2 separate regions of the Oryzias latipes genome follow, and region 1 is linked to region 2. A link is a contact called in public Hi-C data. All regions are on one chromosome and are shown on one strand. The core of a region is the stretch at or near the end of the contact, and the rest is flanking DNA. Distances in the headings are between cores, read along the strand shown. Region 1 holds the start of LOC101159200 (transient receptor potential cation channel subfamily M member 6). Region 2 holds the start of mfsd3 (major facilitator superfamily domain-containing protein 3).

Region 1 (3,657 bases), core at 720-3,219, 140 kb after region 2:
GAGTCAAATGTCACCCCTTCCCAACACAAACACCTAGCAGCAGCCTCACACGCAACAAAATGCAGACAGGACCTGAGCTATAACAGCCAACCCCTTATTTAGCTTTGGAGATTTCTTTTTTCCTCATGCCTTCCCTGTTTTTGTTAAGTCTTTGCTCAATTTCTCAGCCAGGTTTAACAATAGCCTCACAGAGGAAAGCACAGTTGGTAGGAAGCACACAAACATCCCCTTCCTGAGATTAGCTCACATAATTGGAAAGTTGGTGTACTCCCACTTACAGTCAGCCAGCGTAAATACTAAACAAAGTGCTGCTCATTTTGTTCACTGGGTTCTGAATAGGAACAGATTCTCTAACAAAAATAAATATATAGAAAGAATCAATATGAACCATGTAAAACAATTGCAGCCACTTTTAACATTAAGAATAAAATAAACAAACAACTAAAAGGTTAAAATACTTTTAAGTTAATCATTCCAGAGTTATTATGGTTTTGTAAATGTTTAAATTAATTTATTCACAACCAAAGTGTTCTGCAAACATGCAGCTATCCAGAATAATAATGAAGGAAAATGTTCAACTGTGTTCGACACATTTTCAGTTCAGTTTCACTAAAAAACCCTCACGACATAGTTTAATCCTGAATAAACACGTTGCATTAGATTTTCATAAGGTCACTTAACACTTATGTTAGTTTCAGGTTTTTCTAAATTAAAATTCAATTTCAAATTTAAGGGCAGGGATGCCCAGTTAAGTTTAGTCTGTTTAGTTTAGTTTGCCTTTTGAATTCTATGACTTCATGTTCCTTATGATTTAATGTTTACTTTGCAATTACCAGTATGAAGCCTATTGAGATGACTATTGCTATTGGGATATATACATATAAATGAACTGAATTGAAAGTTTAAAAGATTTAAAAAGTACAGGTACAATATCAAATATTTAAAAAGAAGGCAAATCTTATCCGAAATGACTTAAAAAAATGTGAAAATATTTATTTAACATAAATTCAATGAGATTTTTTTTTGGGGGGGGGGGGGGTCATATTAAATGAAATATTGGTTTATTTTAAATTGTCAATATTTTAATTAAGAATATTATACCACTCGTTTTTTCTTTGTGGTTTAATCCGAATTAGGGTTTTTGTGTTGTTTTTAATTTAGCTTATTTTTTTTTAAAGATTTGTATTTTAATACAAATATCAAGAAATAATTCCCATTTTTATGTTTACTTGCAGACCCAGTTCGCCTCAACATATCTGAGACAGTCCAATACTTTTTTGCCTTTACTTTACTTCAAACATTTATTCGGCATACCAAATTAATTTTTGTTTGCAGTTGCTTTTTTTTTTTTTTTTTTTTTTTTTTTTTTTGCTGCAATGGCTGTTCTCGGCCACCGTACTATATGATACATTTGACATATTTCGTTTTATTATTCAGCTGTACTGCCTAGCTAACTCGCTTCTAAAGTTTATCCAGGTGATAAACCTTTGGCTAAAACTTCAAACCACAGCTAAACTTAGCTAACATCAAAGTTAGCAATTAGCTAATTAGTTAATAAATCGCCCTGCTTCTGTCTTAAATGGATACATTCTAAAAACTAGCTGAAAATAAAAATCCTAAGTGATCTGTATGCAGCACCACCTTTTTTTTTTCCAAACTTACCATGTTTGTATCGTTCAGATGGAGCACGCAGAAGTGTTGAGGTCTACCGTCGACCCTCATTCAAACCCCGCCGCTTCATCATTCCTCCGCCCGGCAGGCCGCTCCTTTATCAGCCGCAGGTCCAAAGGGCGCCGGGCCTTCCAAGAAGCCTGGAGGACTTCGTGACCTCCTTCTTAAAACCTGTTTATACCTCCGTAGCGGTCAACGACGTTCTATGACCTCATTACCCTTTTTAATGGCACAGAAACCCACTGAACACACAGGTGATGAATGAAAACCCCCGTGATGAACGGGAACCTGCTCATTTAGCACTTTGTTTGTGTCATAGCGCTCACTCAAAACAACAACAAAAAAGGCTCCTGAAAATGTTATGTTGTTTTTCAAAATTGAAAATTTGGTGGCCAGAAATGAAACTGGATTCAAAAACGGTTTAATACAAAGACTTTTTTTATTATTAACAAAACTGATACAGCATTTGGATAACACTAGTAGCAGGTTGACTACAAAGCATCAAACGCTTTAGTGGCTCACACAAAGCTGTTAAATCTGCTGGTAGATGATCTGCTGCTTAAGAAGTTCCCATTTAAGTCAGCAACACCAAGAACTTAACAGGCAGGATAAACTTGCCTCTGTGTTTTGGTTTTAAGGTGTCTGACCCTGTCTTCACCATGTCCATCGATTGTGAAAATGGGTCAAATAGATATACGTATGTATTAGGAATGGTTAACTTTTTATCTTCAACTCTCCATGGCATCTGAACATGAGTCACTGATTTTTGAGTGTTCCTTTGTCTTGGAATCTGCCCCAGGACCATCATCCAGCAGGGAAAGGTCAAGTTCAGGTAAGGGGACTCTCCAAAAGTGGAAGGAGTTGTATGTGCAGTCTTCACTCTGCGAGATGTCAACTGCCTGAAATTAAACAGAATAATCAAAGTAAGCATTGGCAAACGAATCCAATGATTTGCAACTTCAGAAAAACAATCAGTTTAAGGAAAATGACGGTGGGAGAAATGACTTGACAGTTTAGTGGGAAAACAAGCCAGATTTAATGTGCAAATAGCGACATCTAGCGGATGATTACGATCACTACACTGTAGTTTTCTTAGAAATGCAAAACAGGCTAATCATATCCCCATATGGTACGAAACTCTTAAATACTGCACGCTGTAAAAAAAAAAAATCATACTTTATTTTTTTCTTGAGAAATTGCTGCTTCCGACCGAACGAAATCCTTCCGAGATCGTTTCTTGTTTGTGAAAGCGAAGGAGCTGCGAAGATCCTGGAAACTTCCAGAGATCGGTTCCGTCAAAACATTCGCCACGTGCTTCCTCGGGTGGCCGACTGCAGTCCTAAGACAAAAGCCCGTGTCTTTTTCCTCTGGGGTCTCTTCATCGTCAAAGCAGTGCGGCCTCTTTCTGCAACGGTTTCCCAACAATGCTAGGAGGGATGGCACACCTCCGACTGAAGCCATGCTGTCCACCTGTATGTCAATACTGTGAAATAGAGGACGGTGTTTCTTAGGGGAGAGCTCGTGCAGCGTGCTCTCCGCGTTTCTCTTGGCCATCACAATCAGATTAAATAGAAGTTATTGAGCAATTGAAGCAGCCAGCTATACCAAAAAATGCGTCACTTTCCTGTGGTGGCTAATCTGGGTAAAACTAATAAACCGGTAGTGACGTCCACACCCACAAAATACAACCAATCAAATATGAGTTCTGCAATTTAAACCCCTCCCATAACATTTTCCCTTCCGGTTGCGGCACCATCCGTTTTATTTCGGAATTTTTTATTTAAATTGTTCCAGGCAAAGGTTTTAAGGAGCTAATGGAAAATTTTATCTTATTATCGAAATAAAAAGATATACTTTGCAACGTGGACACATTTCAACCATTTTACAGCATTATTCAAAACATTATTTTTATTCTTTAGGCTATTCTCAATGTTTCAATAAATAGGACACCCCCCTTCATTTAAATGATACCAAGATATTCTGTCA
Region 2 (3,350 bases), core at 243-2,742:
TGTAAGGTCTTGTTTTTTTACACACATTCAGCACAAAACAGGGATATCTAGAAGTCAATTCATGTGCCACATAGGCAAATATTACAAAGATACACAAATGAAATGGCATTCAGCACCTTGCAACAACTTTGAAAAATACTCTGCAAATATTTTTTGCGACCACAATGACAGCTTACTTTTTCGTACAATGCCCTCTGAGAGCTGGTACTTTTTTTTTTAATCAGACTTTTTAAAATATTTTTACGTCATCCACTAAAATCTGTGAAGCATTTGTCTTCTTTTTTCAGACACATATCAATCTAGAGATTAGGTCATATGAACTGCAATCCTGAAAGGGCAAATTAAAGAGATCTTAAAGCAATTTGTTAAATTTGGTACGGAAGACAATATATTTTCAAAACTCTGAGGTGTGGGATTCAATTAGGAAACTGAAAATTAAGAAAAATAGGATAATCATAAGAATTTGTTTTTAAAGTCCCACTCCAATCATCTTATTATTCATTTTTAATGCAATTTCAGTGGTCCTTTAATTATGAATTTGCTTTTTTTTTTGTCAAACAAACAAATAAAAATAACTGTTGCTGTCAGGACATATACAGAGTAGCATCAGTTGATTAGAAATTTGTTTCTGAGTTGTGGGCGGGACTATTGGCACAGAGCAACCCCGCCCCTGTCCCATTCCCCGTTACTGCTGAGAGCTCTCTATTTGCACACTCTACCGCTGCTTTACTGCCCCTCACATCCCCTACCTAACATTACCTGTGCAACAAAAATGATGAGCAATGTTGGAGCTATGAAGGTACAATTTTGAGCCAGGTGTCAGCTCAGACAAGGTAAACAAAGACCTACATGGATCTAGTCGCCTACAGGTGGATGCATCTCAGATAGGCGCAAAGCACGGAGCTTGTGGCCCGCCCAGCATATTTTCTGTCACAAATACAAAAAAAAAATCATACAAAAAAAACATTTTTTTATAAAGATTATATAATTTATTTTTTATTTTTTGTCTTCTCCTGATTTACAACAATTTAAATAAAGAAATACTCAGAAATACAATATTGAACTTAATGTTCTTGAGACTTGTTTTCCATCATCAGTAAACTGCCACAAGAACATGCTAAACAGAAAAACTCAATTTTTTTAATGGAGTGGGTCTTTAAAACAATAAACATGACTATGACTGTTAAACTATAATTACACAGTGTTGGTATGCTGAAAATGTGTCCATAGATTTAATTTTATTTGATTCTTCTTCTTGAATTATTTTTTAAGGGGCAGGCTTTAATAAGCCAAGCGTCTGCCTCCTCCCTTTCCATTTTCATTTGTGTTTATATTATTATGATTATTACTATTATTGTTATTACTATCATGTTGACTAAACGTTATCATTTAGATGTTAGAAATAAACTTTAATAAATAAAAAACAAAAGAAATGGGTAACTATTCGTTTACTACAGAAGATGGCGCTGTTGTCCCAGATTCAAGCAGCTGCTTTAATTTTTTTTAAGGAAGAAGAAAAAAGGGTTTCACGAGAGCTCCCCCGGTTTATTCCTCTCAAAGGAGGGATTGCTGTCACAGAACCTGGCAACTTCAACTCTCATACAGCCCCAATCTGTAAACAAGCGAAGGACCCGGTGCTGTGAGCTAAAGCTGACCGAAGTAACGTCCTCCTCTGTACGTGTTTTATGTTTGACACCGGGTTAAAACCTATAGCAACATAATTCACTTCTGCGACAACACATGTCATGAACGACGTACTGAGTAAACGTGTTTAGCTAGTTATTAACTCCACTTAGCACGAGTCTGAGCTAACCCGCTATGTAACCCTGACTCTGTCAATCGTTACCTGCAAACCAAAATGAAGAAAGTCGTGTTTGAAATGTTAACTCTCTTTGAGAAATACCTTAAATTGTGTTATTACTGAGCCCGTGAAGGGTGTCTGTACGCCGGCCTGTCGGTCGCCAGAAGTAGAGGAGGTGCTTGGTCGTAACTGAGCTGGTGAAGCAGTAAAAACTGCAGCGAGAACCCAACCTTTTAAGGCTGCTCCCCTGAATCAGCTGTCACATTCTAGCCTCTCAGTACTGCATAACCCCAGGATCAAAGTTGGCGCCACAAAATAAAACGTCTTTACCTTTTTTATTTCTTTTTGTATTTCAGGTCAGCCCATCTGTATCTTCAATTTCCTTTTTCAGTCCATAATAATGCCAGCGACCTGACCCATGGAACCTCCCAGTGGCTGCTTAAGTCAACCTTTTCTGGATCTAGATCATGAATGACAAACTGGTCTTCCTTGGACTGCTGTATTTCGTCCAGGGCATCCCCTATGGTCTCCAGTCCTCTCTGCTTCCTCTCTATCTGCGTGGAGCTGGTCACTCCCTTACCCGCATAGGGTTCACCAAGATCCTCTACTTTCCTTGGGTACTCAAGGTACTGTGGGCCCCTTTGGTGGACCGGGTCGGCACCAAGCGTCGGTGGGTGGTGGCGACGGTGTGTGGCCTTGCTCTGACATGCCTCAGCAGTGCTGCTCTGGCCCCAGAGGCACATATCTGGGGGGTAGCTGGAACCCTTTTGGCAATGAACACCCTAGCGTCTGTTCAGGACATTGCTGTAGACGGAGCTGCTGTGGGGCTGCTGAAAGGACGTGGGGAGTTGGGGTTGGGTAATACAGCGCAAGTTGTAGGCTATAAAGCTGGGTCAGTGTTCGCAGGAGGCGGACTACTGGCTGTGATCGATGTGGCTGGATGGAGCTGGATGTTTGTGCTGCTGACGTTTGTATACTCAGGGATGGCCCTGTTTGTGTGGGGGACCCCAGTTCTGGACCATGAGACGGTTCGGGGCCAGCAGGCGGATGGCACCAAGAGAGGAGGGCAAGGAGGTGAAGCCTTGAGGCCATGGAGGATTTGGAGGAAACTGCTGGCGGTTCCTGGGACACCGTGGACAGTCCTGTATGTGCTCACCTACAAACTAGGTAGGTCCAAACCATACGCACAAACCTTTCACACACTTTTGAGATTGCGATTAAAAATAAACTTTTGAGTACTAGGTGCATTGTTTATGCAATTTTTATTAACTTTTTACAATAAAGGCGTGACTACTTTTCTTTAGGTCTTTAGCTGTTCTTTTGTCATCTTATTTGTTTTTTCAGTTAAAGTTTTACAAATGCAAAAAAAAGCAGCTGTGTGTTTTATACATATAACAGGTAAAATCATTTTTAAATGAAACTAAAATTATTTTCAAAAATGTGCACTTTAAAGTCCCAGCATTGGATAGGTTTTAGATGTAGTAAAAAGTGATTGCTCGTTACGATGACAGAAGTCCTCAAATATACAATGTCCAAGAAACACGTTTAA

The links. Hi-C and Micro-C count contacts between places; a contact is called where the count stands out from the background.
Region 1: a Hi-C map of embryo shows a contact between it and region 2, with 3 times the contacts expected there. The contact joins the promoter of LOC101159200 here to the promoter of mfsd3 in region 2. A contact is called at or near these places in 5 of 5 Hi-C or Micro-C datasets (embryo, fibroblasts and gastrula embryo).

The regions. Positions count from the first base shown.
Region 1 is chr9:18,609,702-18,613,358 of ASM223467v1, forward strand. LOC101159200 (transient receptor potential cation channel subfamily M member 6) reads right to left here and starts at 1,970. Exons shown (of 41, transcript XM_023958588.1): 1 at 1,663-1,970. The coding sequence starts at 1,722. LOC101156019 reads right to left here and starts at 3,360. Exons shown (of 2, transcript XM_004072514.3): 1 at 2,848-3,360; 2 at 2,088-2,570. The coding sequence starts at 3,225. The coding sequence ends at 2,400.
Region 2 is chr9:18,467,550-18,470,899 of ASM223467v1, forward strand. It overlaps mfsd3 (major facilitator superfamily domain-containing protein 3), which reads left to right and starts at 1,493. Exons shown (of 6, transcript XM_023958587.1): 1 at 1,493-1,674; 2 at 2,158-2,968. The coding sequence starts at 2,269.